3 separate regions of the Zea mays genome follow, and all the other regions are linked to region 3. A link is a contact called in public Hi-C data. All regions are on one chromosome and are shown on one strand. Each heading gives the region's core, a stretch centred on a gene start, on an enhancer-like site or on the middle of the called end of the contact. The rest is flanking DNA. Distances are from core to core; before and after follow the strand shown.

Evidence for each region. Hi-C and Micro-C count contacts between places; a contact is called where the count stands out from the background.
Region 1: a Hi-C map of tassel shows a contact between it and region 3, with 4 times the contacts expected there. The contact joins the promoter of LOC100280804 here to the enhancer-like site in region 3. A contact is called at or near these places in 3 of 25 Hi-C or Micro-C datasets (ear, leaf mesophyll and tassel).
Region 2: a Hi-C map of leaf shows a contact between it and region 3, with 5 times the contacts expected there. The contact joins the promoter of LOC103650005 here to the enhancer-like site in region 3. A contact is called at or near these places in 5 of 25 Hi-C or Micro-C datasets (leaf, seedling and tassel).

What each region holds. Positions count from the first base shown.
Region 1 is chr3:41,478,785-41,483,612 of Zm-B73-REFERENCE-NAM-5.0, reverse strand. LOC100280804 (deleted in split hand/splt foot protein 1) reads left to right here and starts at 3,096. Exons shown (of 3, transcript NM_001153724.1): 1 at 3,096-3,354; 2 at 3,430-3,535. The coding sequence starts at 3,442.
Region 2 is chr3:42,169,391-42,174,179 of Zm-B73-REFERENCE-NAM-5.0, reverse strand. LOC103650005 (rab escort protein 1) reads right to left here and starts at 3,513. Exons shown (of 10, transcript XM_008675685.3): 1 at 2,571-3,513; 2 at 2,373-2,495; 3 at 2,084-2,183; 4 at 1,775-1,813; 5 at 1,326-1,533; 6 at 1,150-1,225; 7 at 802-997; 8 at 577-657; 9 at 232-337. The coding sequence starts at 3,325. The coding sequence ends at 248.
Region 3 is chr3:41,814,186-41,818,758 of Zm-B73-REFERENCE-NAM-5.0, reverse strand. It overlaps the pseudogene LOC103651902. Among protein-coding and RNA genes, the nearest start is that of LOC100281032, 44 kb to the right of the region's middle. Within about 2 kb of position 3,223, at least 19 of the 20 cell types and tissues checked have an H3K27ac peak or open chromatin away from gene starts, as enhancers often do. A contact at or near this core is called in ear, leaf, leaf mesophyll and 2 more, where this site is marked.

The sequences.
Region 1 (4,828 bases), core at 1,847-4,346, 340 kb after region 3:
GCTAAGTTCCTTCACACATGTGGGCACATGCCACTCCTTAACTACCTGTACCTTATGGGGATCAGTAGCAACACCTGCCTTGCTTATGATGTGGCCGAGAAACTCCAGTTGTTCCTGTTCAAAGAGGCATTTGGATTTCTTCAGATGTAGCTGGTGTTGATTCAATAGCTTGAAGACTACCTCAAGGTGATCCACGTGCTTCTCCAGGTCAGTGCTATACACTAGGATGTCATCTAGGAACACCATGACACACTTCCTCAGTAAAGGTGCAAGTATATGGTTCATGAAGTCCTAGAAAGTGGCAGGAGCCCCAGTCAAGCCAAAAGGCATGACTCGATATTCAAAATGCCCATGGTGTAATGCTGTCTTTGGTTCGTCTCCTTCCTTAATGTGAATCTGATGATATCCAGCCCGATGATCCAGTTTAGAGAACACTACAAAACCACTTAGCTCATCGGTAATTTCATCAAAGATTGGCATGGGATACCTGTTCTTGACAGTATGAGCGTCCAGTCTTCTACAATCGACACATATATCCACCCTCCATCTTTCTTCTTCACTAGCAGCACAGGGGATACAAAAGTGTTGGTGCTCTCTTGAATGATTCCACTGCTCAACATCTCAGCAACCTATTTTTCTATCTCATTCTTTTGTTGAGAGGTATATCTATAAGGCCTCATCTTGAAAGATTGCACCCCAGGTAGCAGTGGAATGGTGTGGTCTATCCATCTCTTAGGAGGTAGCCCAGTAGGCACAATAAACAATTGTTGGTACTGTTCAAGTAGTTTGGCTACAGGTTCTGGTATATTTGGAGTCTTTGTGGTTTGCACCGACTGCAGTTCCAGTAGTTGTTCCACAGCCTCCTACCTAACCAAGGACTCTAGCTGCACTCTTGTGATACTCAAACAAGATTGTGTATTTGGTAACAAACCTTGCAGTTTCATTATTTTCCCTTTGTGTTCAAACTCCAACCATTTGTATACCCAGCGAATTGACATGGGGCTATGGCCCTCAAGCCAGTCCATGCCAAGTATGAGATCGTCTCCACTCAGGGGTAATAGCTTGAATAAGTCTGTGGTAAAAGTAACCCCACCACAAAGCCACTAACAATTTGGCACAATATGTGTACTCCACAACATTCCCCCATCAGCAACTTTCACTTGGACTGGAGGCTGCATGAGTTGTACCCCTGTCATAGCCCCAACTAAATGATCTCCCATAAAACTAGCACTACTACCTGAGTCCACTAGGATCAACACCTGTTGACAGTGTATGGTGGCCCACAACCGAATAGTCCTATTACCTTCTCCTCCACTTACTGCAACCACCGAAATAGCAAGGGCAGTTTCCTGATTCTCTTCTTGAGATGTGTCCTCTGTATCCTCTTCTTCCTCCTTCATGGTTAGTGCCCACATTTCTTCCACCAGGTGTAATGGTACACTGGTCGAACACCGTGGGAGTGACCCCAACGTTCTCCACACTTAAAACATAGACCCTTGGCTTTTCGGTAAGCTTTCAGGACAACCATCTTACTCTCTTCAGTTCGGCTGCCAGTAGGATTAGATACACGACGATCCTCACCCATTCCCAACATCTCGCTTCCAGAAGCTGGGGGCAATTGTAGTGGCATCGGCTGATCGGCCCAGCTCGGGATGGCAATCTAGCAAAAGAGACTGAGTCAAATCTCTTGAACTCTCTTTTTCCCATGTTACTCAACACTTCTTGCAGCAAACCTAGAGCGCACGTAGTGTCCAAATCCTTTGGGCGTTGAATAATCACTACTGCCTTTACCTCATCCTTCAACCCATCCACAAACCGTGTTGTAATCATGGTGGGAGTTAGTTGATTCTCATGGGCCAACAGTTGGTGCAGTAATTGGTCAAACCGCTCGACATACTCAGTCACCGAAGTTGTCTGTCTAATATGATAGAACTGTGTAATCAGTAAGGTATGTTGGTCACGCCCAAATCTGGTATTCAGGGTGGCACACAACTCATGCCAACTCATGTCTCTTGCTCTAGCCTCCATTGATTGTAGCCAATACAGCACAGGACCTTGAAAGTGCATGATAGCCAATTAGATCCACATCTCACTAGGCACAACATAAAACTCGAAATACGTTTCGCAACGATTTCTCCACAACTTTGGATTAGACCCATCAAAAACAGGAAAGTTCATCTGAGGCATGCTAGTACCAGGACCTTGAGACCAATTCATCGAAGCAGTCTACACTACTGAATTAGGAACAAAGGACCAAGGGTGCTGGGTATTCAACGCGACAATACCTCCCATAGAGTATGGTGTACGTGCCATCTCCGGTCCAGCGCCTGGTCGACGGAAGGGTTCAGCAGCATGGTGAAGAGTTGGTCCGGTCACCGATCCAATCACCGTGGGTTCAGGTGTCATCGATGCCGACGCACTCGCTAGTACCGATGGTTCTCCGGTCGACGTGGTCACCATCCCTCCAGTAGGCTTCGGCTTCATCGGATCCACCAAAACAGGAGATTCCCCACTCGACTTCGCGTTCACCTGGCCCTGGAGCGTCTTCTGTCATCTTTACCACCTTGGTTTTGATCTCCAATCTCCACCTCTTGAAGTCGCTCCGATCAGTCACCATGCCCTTGATGGTATTCTCCATCTTCTCCATGGCGGACTGCATGGAGTCTATCTGCCTGTACGTCTCCTTGCTGCCTTCGTCGATCTTCGCCATCAACTGCGACAAGGAATCCTCCACTCGTGGCGGTGCCATCACTCCTCCCTTTGCCTGTGCCCTCATGAAGTACTCATGTGGTGGATCCAGGTTGACTCTGGTACCAAAATGTTAGCAACTCTCAAAAGCATGCAAGAACAGGGAGTGGTTCGGGCGGTGCAGGTATTCCTTTCCTCCTCTCCAAGTTTAGGCCAGCTAAAAAGCCAGGTACAAGTACAATAAATTCCTTCCTGCTACTTATAGCTAGTTCTGGTATTAACCGTAACCCTCTTTGCTTAGTGCTTAACTACTATGATTAACACTTGGTGGACCCTGTTACATCCGGTCCTTACTGGCATATTTAGGATTGAGCTTCGGTACTCTTTGGCTTCTCTTCAGTATGACACCGATTCCTTCTTCAGTCTTCTTTAGATTCATCAGTGTTGCCTTCTTCACCGTAGCAGATCTAGTAACGCTGACATTGTGGTCCCAGAGTGGTGCCTTGGCAGACCTGACCAGCTAGCAAATAGGCCCAGCCAACTCCGATCGCACCAGCACCTGCACCACTGCACCAGCCGCCCGCAACCCGCAAAGCTGCTTCCCGGACTAGCTAGGGTTTCGTGTACGCCGCTTGATCTAGTCCTCTCTCCCGGCACGCGAGGTAGGTCGGTGCCGCTCTCGCCGTCTGTCCTTCCCACGCCTCGAGTCGCTCCCCGCTGATACACTCGGCCGCATCGCAGGGCGCAGCGTTGATGGCGGCGGCACCGGCGGACGCTAAGGCGGAGGCCGCCAAGATGGACCTCCTCGAGGACGATGACGAGTTCGAAGAGTTCGAGATCGACCAAGGTACGCCCCCGCCCCCCGTTTCGTGGGCATGTTGATTTGACCATTTGCACGAGTAGATTTGATTGGTTGGCTAGATGGAAACCTGTGCGGTGTTGCTAGTATCTAGGGCATCAGATCCAATTGGTCAGGACGTTTACTTTACAACTAGTAACTCGCGCTTTGCTCGAGTTGACTTAATGTGTGGAACACCATATACCTATAGTGATATCTATGGAAGCATATTACATATATTTACAGTAATAGAATCTTGCAACTTGCAAACGTACCATCATGAACAGCTTGAAAACTATATTACAATGATCCTGGTTGCATCTACATGAGCCAACCAAATTCTTGTTCTTAGGGGGTGTTTTGAATGCACTAGAACTAATAGTTGGCTAAAAATTGTTAGTGGAATTAGCTAGGTAACAAATAGCTACCTAACTATTAACTAATTTACCAAAAATAACTAATAGCTGAACTATTAGCTAGGGTGTTTGGATGTCTCAACTAATTTTAGCCACTAACTATTAGCTCTAGTGCATTCAAACACCCCCTTAGTCATCACAAAATAATTATGCGATAAAAGAAAATTCACAGGAAGTTTGTGAAGCAACGCAGTTGACAACAGATTAGATATATATATAGAAATTTCTTGAGACAACAAAACATTGACCTTAACGGCCACAAAAGCGGCGTGTGCGCGCTATAGAAACTATGCCTTTCTTAACAACCATGTTTAATCTCCATTTCTTCATGGACGTTGTGGGCGTCTGTTCCGATGTGTAGTTGTGTACAACAACACTGCAGAAAGAACGGAGAACAACTAATGGACAGAATTGGTCTATGCATCTTATGGATTGCATAACAACAGTGGTCTTAACTTGCAGAAGCTTCTTATGGACTGCACAACAACAGTGGTTTAGTTATTCTATATGCTATTGCCAGACTTGTCTTAACTAACCAATTATGCACACATCTCATTGGCTAATTGCCAAGAAAGAACTGAGAACAACTAATGGGCAGAATTGGTCTATTCATCCATGATGAAACCCAATAGTTGGTAATCCTTAAAATTCTGGAAACATATACTGGCTTGCAAATTGGAATTGATTATAGAAGCCTAATGGGAAGCAATATCCCTTGGTTGTAATCTGCTAATGTCCGTTGATGAAGTAATAAAGGATTTTTGACCGTTGGAAGGAAATGGTACTGTCAGAAATATTGTTGTATTAATGTAGCTTTTTCCGATGTTTGGATATATCACATATGATTATGGTTCCAGTGAATTATGAAGTCTGTGTTTAACCGCAT
Region 2 (4,789 bases), core at 2,264-4,763, 360 kb before region 3:
TAAATCACCAAAGTTTATAGCCAATGATAATTTCATCAATATGAACAAATGGCACAAAGTTCAGCATGTCAAGATATTTACATTCCAATGAGCAAAGACACTAATATTTCCATATGCTGTAAGTTGCATGGGAGCAAAGATTGTCTCAGTATCAGAAAATATTTTTCGTATGTAATAAGTTAGAACGTGGATTCCTAGTGGAAGTTTCATATGGCATATGCAAAGACATACCTTTAGAAAGATGGTTTTACTCTGCAGAATCAGAGGCATCATCAGCATATACAGGAGCTGACTTTTTAGGCAAGAACTCTTCATCAGGATAGATACTTGCAAATAACTGTAAATGAAAATAAGAAAACAAATTTATCAGGATAGATCTAATGGAGTAAACGAAGCATTATTATCCATTCTAAGGCTGTCACAACAGAGCATACTCTTGATTTATATTACGAAGAAAATTGTTATAACCATTTGATACTGACAGAAGTACAGATCAACCAGAGTTTTGTACCTAATTTCTCATGCAGGTACATGTCTGCATCATACAAGAAACAGAAAAGGTGTCACAGTATGTACCTTTTTTGTTGATCCCAGTACGTTTCTGTAGTCCAGGTATTCATCAGGCATGGGGCATGACAATAAAGAACCAGATGTTCCCTGATAGTGTAAGACAGGACATCAAATGCTTTAAATATAAAAACAAACACACATATATATAACCTGAAAGGCCAATGTGTTTCTAGTATTGAAACCAACATGAATACAGTCCATATTGATATTTGATAACAAATAGAAATGCACCTGTGTGATCTCCTGAACATACAAACAGCTCCAGATTAGTGTTGGCTTCACATCCTCAGTGCTTTCATTGGTGGTTTCAAAATGGCCTTCTGAACCATCTGAAGCCTGAGGACTGAAAAGAGTGTCTATTGCTTTTTTTATGGATTGCTTTCCGGCTGAGACATCGGTACAGGGAGTAGACAGATATGATATAAACCTGCAAGTGAGATTAGCTTGTTAAGTAAGTTATTTTCCTACGTTATAGAACAATTTTGAACATAGTGGTTTCTGGTTGTAGATCGGTAGATATAACAAGTACATGCGAAAATTACATTGATGCATACTATGATGAAAGGATAGACAGCTTACATCCCAGGAGGGCATACTGCGAGATTGCTGCTCAACTGAAGAAGCCGAACCGCTGCAACCTGCTGTTCTTCTAGCGCTAAATCAAGAGTACAAATGGGATCAACAAAGACAAACAAAACCACCAATACATCAAGGAAACATTGCATAAACACAAGTAAAAGAATAATTGTTCTTACATTTTGGAGGGAAAATAACCAGAACATTTGATGATCCCTGTTTCACGGACTTGCTAATTATGCATACCCCCCTCACAACTTTCCAAGAATCTGAACCATCAAATGGGACATCCAAGGTAGGAATCTTATAAGACGCGTCAATTATCAATTGCTGGCACAAAATATCCTGACCAGATGCCAATCTGGCACCTAAGAAATGCTTCTTTTCCTGATCAGTAAAGTATAAATTATTTCAAGTTAGTAATGCAAATAGAAGCTGTGCATAAAGATGAAATATAGCTGAAATGAGCAAAATTTCAAAAGGATCCGGTGTGTGATAACTACATCAAGCAAACAATTGCAGGAATGTGGGCACCATAGATTTTAGTTTATTATCATACCTCATCTATTTTCTATCTTAATTGAAAGGCAGAGCTCCTGCCATTGCGTTCACAACAAAATAATCATACCTCATCCATAAGAAGTGCAACCACTGGCATCCGCAACACCTGGATAATAAAATACGTTGTTCAGGATAAGTATGAGGAAACTGGCACACATTATCAAAAAATGAAGAAGTAAAGGTGTCAGATGCCATTCCAGCAGAGAGAGGTCAAGCCCATGACTACCACATCACTGTTCCCAAATGTTTGTGATTTGCAACATACCAATTACAGATAATTGGGATGAAAGATGCTAGAATCACGTGATTCAAGAAACAATAGCCAAAGCTAGAGCACAAAAATCACTGCCACACATACTTGTGAAGATCATCTTACATATAGGGCACCCTTAACCGCAGCACAGCGACAAAAAGCTTGAGGCAGCTCAGCATGCCCATACATAGGATAAATGAAAGCGCCTTCTGCATTAGCAAACCTGGAGTGGCGAAAAATAAAATGTAAAATTACACTGCCACAGTCATGTTACTTTAAGATTCTACATGTTAGATTACATATACCTTCTCTAAAGCTAAATGAAATCTGGATTGATAAACAAAGCATTATATAATATGATATATATGGTTTTCCAAAGTGGACATTGAAAAGTTCAGACAAACTGATTCACCTTCCAATGGACGAGGAGTACAAAGCAATGGTCTGAATTCCCTCCCTTGTTGTAGTCAGTTTGTCACAAGGGTCAGCACCATCTTGATCATAATCCACCATGGCAATTGCATACAGCACAACCCTGCAAACACCAGAGAGCTCAGTCTTAGTCATCCTGCTAAAAATAGTATGTACAACCAATTTATAACACCCTTACGCTCTCATCTTGGGAGGAAGCCCTTGTTTCTTGAGGAACTCAACAAAGGGGAGATCTAGGTCCTCCTCGGGTATCTTGGTAGATGCATCCCCCTGTCCCGTCTCATCAGATGAAGCTGATGCTGCAGCAATGTGTGCCTGCACAAGCTTGAAGAACCTGAAGAGGATGTTCTTCTCCTTGAGCTTGAGTGTGGTGTCCTTGAAGATGGCCTGCCTCGAGTCTGGCACCGGGTAGAGGCAGCCCTCCCAGTAGAGGAGACTGCCCCCCTCCACGCTCTTGAACTCCACATGGTGGCTGCCCCCTGACCGCAGGAGGAGGTCCACTGCCTCATCGGCGCAGTACAGCACACGAGGTCCCACCATGTCAACGGTGAACCGCCTAGCCGGCTCTGGCACCGTCCCCGAAGTCTCAACATCGGAGTACACGCTCCGTCGGTGGAGATCGACGACGGTGCGCGAATCAGAGGCGGCGGCCGCCGCGGACGAGGTGGGAGGGGAGGCCTCAGGGGATAGGAAGGAGGTGAGGGAGGAGAGGGGGATGGAAGAGTAGAGGGAGCCGTAGAACGGGCTGGGATCAACGTGGAGGACCGTCTTCCCAACGGCGGCGCAGGCGGCGGCGAGGACAGATTCCGGGAGGCCCGTGCCGCAGAGCACCACGTCGAACGAGGTGGGGTCAATGGTGGGATAGTCGTTTTGGACGTTACTGCCGCCGCCATCGACGGCCGAGTTGGAGGAATCGGCAGCCGCCTCCGCCATGTTCGTTGTGAAATCTAGGGATCAATAGAGTACCGCAACAACGAGCGGCAGTTCACCGTGCTGGCGGCACACTACCTCCCGTCGTCGCAGCACGCTGCCGCCCAATCGCGAACCCGTGCCACTATCGGCCTGCAAGAGCGCGCTGAGGAACGCCTGTTTGTAGACTAGTTAGACTATCTTCATCTCGAACATTAAGGACCTGTTTGTTTACCCCATGGATTATATAATCTGGATTATTTTTGGAGGACTATATAATCTAGATTATATAATCTGGATTATATAATCTGAGTAGTCCTGTTTGTTTACCCATATTATTTGAGTTGTTAATAGGATTCTTTTGTACGAGGAAGACAAGAATGCTCTCTATATTTGTACTAGGTTGAAACTCATATATGAGATGAAATGTAACAAACTGTTGACACCTTTTTCGGGCGCCAAAACACTCAACAAGAACCGGCGGCGGTGATCTCTGCACAGGCGCGGACGGTCCGCGACCAGGGACCGGACGGTCCGCGACCTAGAGCAGGGGCAAAGGTTCCCTGCCTGACGGCCGGACGGTCCGCGCGTGCGCAGGGGGCGGCGAAAGTCGCCGGCGGCGCCTGGATCTCGCTCCCGGGAGGGACCCCGTCGGGGAGGAGAGATCCTAGGTGTTGTCTAGGCTCGGCAGGCCGACCTAGACTCCTCTAATCGACGTAGAGTCGAAGAGAGGCGGAGAATTTGGAGATTGAGAGGCTAAACTAGAACTAGACTAGAACTATTCCTAATGCGTAAGGTAAAAACGAGAAATAGACTTGATTTGTTCGATTGTTGGGGGTTCAATCGGCCGTAGCCCTTCATCTATATAAAGGGGGAGGTCTGGATCCGCTTCAAACTGATTTCCGAGTTAATCCCGTGGTTTTAGGTAACCAATCCCGCGAGAAACTAGGAACCCTAACTGATTCTGCGCACGCGCGGACCGTTCGCGCCACCACCGCGGACAGTCCGGACCGCGGACCGTCCGGCCTCAGGGCCGGACCGTCCGCGAGACACATTTGGTGTCCAACACAAACGTTTCTGAGTATTCATAATTTATTACATAAATAATTTGAAAAAAAATTCAATTGACATTGGCAAATATAGAGTAGCGGGATTCGGTAGATTATAATGGCAATGGTGGATAATTTCTAGGAAACTTGAAAGTGTAGTGGGGAAGTGGGAAAAAATAATCTGAAATAAGCACCTCCTCACTTGCTTATGGATTATCATAATCCAAGGGGTTAGATTATATAATCTGGGCAAATAAGCTGGACTGTTTGTTTGCCTCTTAGGATTATTTAATCCAGATTATATAATCTGGGGGGTAAACAAACAGGCCCTAAGTAGACTAGTCGGTTGCCCGTGCGTTGCGACGGCTTACAACAATACCTACGTAAACTATCCACCAAAAAAATTCAAGATTTTTTATTAATTGTCTCCACTCTCCGT
Region 3 (4,573 bases), core at 1,974-4,473:
TAGCTCCTGGTAAAAGTTTGAGCATGTTTGGGGCTGATTTAACTAGAGAACCAAAAACTAGTTAAGTATAGATATTTAAAACCTTAACCTTTGGTACTAAATTAGGGTTAAATCAAACTTGAGTCATACCTAGTGTTAAACAACAAATTGGCCAACTAGATAGTTCTCTGAATTTCTAAAATAAGTTTAATATGATCCCTTTAGATAAAGACTATATTACCCAGAAACATGAGTATAATTGTCATATGCTTAACTAAGATTATGTGAGCTTTCCACCTCTCCCTTAGTGAGAGTTTGCATAGCATATTATTACATGAGCATTCATATACTTATAATTGACTTGTAAAGCACTTATAAGAAGAAAATTGAAGTGGAAGTGAAAGAGGAGTCAACTCATTAATCTGAGGTTTCTCAGACAAAAGGTGTTCCTAAAGGCCTACCTGCAATATCCTTGTAGAAGAGTCAAACTCTCCTCATCAAGGCATGCCCCGGTGCATTTGCCACCTCTTTGTGCTTTTAAAACTTTTATATCACTTATATGATGCGTTATGTGGTAGGATTTTTAATGGTTAAACCTTTGTTGCGTAACTTCCTTGAATTATTGATTATTATCCTTGATACCTGATTTGAAAAGCTAGATGTGCTTAGTATGCTTATACACAAGGAACAAAATGTTTTGATATAAGAATCATGTCTTTACAAAGAAAAAGAGACTAGAGTGATGAAGGTATTAAAGGCATTGATGACCTCATCATTTCAGTAGGGTGCCTCTGACAGGTACTAGGTTTTCAGAAATAATTTAATGTCAGACTAGACGTTGAGCAGGAAAGGTCATCTGTCTGTGTCGATTAAGGACGCAACGAAAGTAGGCTTGTTGATCTAGTACCCTTTAACTGGCCACATGCCTCATCATGGGTAAGCTTAGCCTCGACCGGACCAATACAAGAACAGCTCGCACGCACTGGGAGTGGAGAGATGGTGAGAGTAACGTGTGCCCACCTGGCAAGTGGGTGGATGGTGGGGTACTATGCTCTCGGGTCGCGTGAACCCGTTCTGGTCTTGAGAAACCCGGTGGCGAGTTGACATATGCAAAGGTTAAGTGATACATATGTCGTGTGGTTGGAGATCCTCAGATAGGTATTAATCGATTCGGATCGTCGTTACTTCTCATATATGAAGACTGGATCACTGCCCTGCATCGTAGTTAACAAGTAAAACTAAAGCTGCTAAAATAAAGTTAGTGTAGGATAAGTGAATGCTCTAGATTAGGCAAATCTAAAATCAGGAAAAGTATTTAACTGGTGAAGTAAAAGTTTGGTGAAGTAAAAGTTTGGCATAAGGATCCACTACTAGTAAGCTCTTCTACAAAATGAGTCTTTGAAATTGATAAGTTGTACCATGATTCCTAATAAACCAGCATACCCTTGAGAGTTTTTTCTTTAGTCGGGTAAATCTTGTTGAGTAATTGCGTACTCAATATTTTATTTTCAGTATTGCTGCAGGAGAAACTATTAACACGTTAAGTTTTGCTAAACTTATGCTGGAGATTTTTACTTATGTTTATTATGTGTGAGCTGCGGAAAGAGGGTTTCTTCCCATGTGTTGTAATAAGTTAGGAGAAACTATTAACACGTTTGAGTTTTGTTAAACTCATGCTGGAGATTTTTACTTATGTTTATTATGTGTGAGCTGCGGGAAGAGAGTTTCTTCCCAGGTGTGTAATAAGTTAACACTTGAACCTACCTATACACTTCTTGGTTTGTAAACTTAAAGGTTTGCTAATGTATATTATCGTATTGTAAAGTCTTCCGCTCAACTCCTATGGTTAAAGTTTATGTTAATGTTTGGTTATTGTAATATTTGCAACTATGGGTGAATGGTCCTTGGAAATGAACGAGTTCATCGAAACTCGGTACCCGGGTAAGTTATCTGATTCACTTACATATCCATCTGAGGCCTTGATAGCAAGAATTAATGTACGTGGGCCCAATAACTTGGTTGGGTTGTGACACCACCTGTCAGCGGTCACTCGTGCCATATTTACTCTGTTTAGAATCCACTCGGATTCATAATCCAAATGGTTCGGTACCCGGGTAAGTTATCTGATTCACTTACATATCCATCTGAGGCCTTGATAGCAAGAATTAATGTACGTGGGCCCAATAACTTGGTTGGGTTGTGACACCACCTGTCAGCGGTCACTCGTGCCATATTTACTCTGTTTAGAATCCACTCGGATTCATAATCCAAATGGGATGTGCCCAGTCACCGTTCCAAAATAGATCAGCACTTACCCTCTTACTACTCTTGGGATTTGTTTCCTCAATCCAAAGCAAACAATTAGCATTAAGGCATTTCAAAAGCACTTTACACAGACCATGGGGCCCCACCCGTACTCGCTATACGGTTAGAGGGCAGGAGGCATTACGGTAGTGACCATCTCATAGGCGGGAGAGCGAACCTTTCTTAGCGCTGACGCTGAGATCGGCGTTGGTGACGGTGGTGACCTCCCCTTTGTGGATGAATTCCTGGAGATTCTTGAAGTCGAGCTATGGCTTGACCCAGACCTTGGCCGCGTAGATCTTCTTCTTTCCCGTCTTGATGGCCTCAAGCGTGAGGTGGTGCAGCGTGCCGGCCACCACCTACTCCTTGACCTCCACCACGCGTACGAACTCCAGCAGCGCGTTCTAAAATCACGCACATGAATGCATCAATAAAACCCAAAATCATCATAGGAATGAAGCAAATCACTAAGCACCCATATGCAGAGGGCGAGGAGACTGGAAGGCGAGGGAGGCCGCTGACCTCGCGCTTGTTGTGCTCGTCGACGGTGAAGCGGCCGAGCTCGTCGGATTCGGCGCTGTTGGCGGCGGCGGTGTTCTCCTTCACGCGCGCCGAGGACGTGGCCGACCATGGCCATGGCTGCTCCGATCGCGAGAGACGCGGTGGCGAGTCGAGTCGTGGGCGTGGCAACACGCATGCTCTGGTGCTGGAGTACAGGAGCAGTAGTACGGCAAGTCTGGCGGTTTGCTTCAGTGCGGGTTTTGCACTTGCGTAGGGAACGGGTGGTAGCAGTGGAAAAGACGGGTACAGGCATGGTCGGCCGGTTGCCGTCACGCGTCAGCCCTCGGGGGCGTTTGCGGGACACGTGCAGGGACGCGTGGAGGCTATCAGGCTATGTCAAGCGGAGATGCGTCGGCATTCTGCAACGGCGGCTACAATATTGGGTCGAGCTGGGCTTTCCTAGGTCCGAAGGGCTTCTAGAGTGGATCCAGTGTAGCGGCCCATACTGTACTAGGCCTGAATTGGGGGTGGGGGGGGGGGGGGGGGGGGCGGACAGTGGACCGTGGCTGTGAAACCGGAACGCACTGCGGGCCTTCTTAAATCTCACCAACGTTCTGTGGTTTTGGGCCGTATTCAAATTAACGAACCTTCGTCGCCCGACCGGTGATTGAGAGCGTGTAGGAATCGATCGAGAGTACCTATGCTCACTTGTCTAAAATAGTTGCTATCCTTGTTTTTTTTAATGTAAGTTTTTTTTGGCTTCTCCAGGGGGGGAAAATGTTCACGTCACGTGCGACGGAGTAGTAGTAGTAGGAGTACGTACACGACAGGCACTGGCGGCGCATCGGGATTGAAGCAGTCCCGCCGCTCCGGATCTCCGCAAGCCATGAAGAAATGAACAAATTAACCAGCACCACCCTGACCCTGACCTGACTGGCTGGACGCATTCCCTTTCGGCAGCCGCATAAACTTTGGAGTGGAAGGCGCCTCGTGCTAATTCCAAGGTCCTCGTGTTGGCCACGACAACGCAGACCAGCAGGGGCTTTGCGCGCGCGCGCGGATCTGCTGCAAATGCGCTTTGCGTTGGCCTTTGGTCCAATCAGAGGGGGGAGGATCAATCATATTCATCATGCCCCCGTCGTTCCTCCTTGGAATGGGAATTTCGGACGGGCTCCCTCCCTTGCGTTGCGAAGGGCCAGATGCCCAGATGCTATGCTACTAGCTCATCAGTGTCCTTATCTCCGTTTCCCGGAGCACGTTCGATCTAGCTCCGTTCGATCGATCCATCGTTCCCTTGCTACTTTGACCGGCACCGGCGTGCATGGCTGTGTTTTGGACCGCGACGTACCGCTGGCTGGCGAGTCGTCGTCCCGCCGTCACACGCACGACAGGTCGCGTCCTCATCGGATTCCCCCTCCTGGTCCACGTAGGACACACCTGCCCTGCGCCCCTGCCTGGTGTGAGACGAGACATGAGAGTGAGACTCGGAATGGACGTATTGTGCGAGAGGCCGAGAGTAGAATCTCTCTGTGTAGCCTGTCTGTACCGGCCGGCCACATGTGCTCGCAGTCGCAGACCTCATGCTGCCACATGCGCCTCCGTCGCGCTCGTCGTACTGCCTGTCAGTCTAATGGCCTCTCTTTTTTTTGCCGGAAGTCTAATGACCCACCCCTTGATGCCTAATCAAACCACGTCCTCACTCACTGATCGCAGTGTTTATTTAACAGCAGGAGCAGGTTTTAACCATAGATAGGAAAGGACATCCGGGCCGGGGGTGGGTTAGGCGACT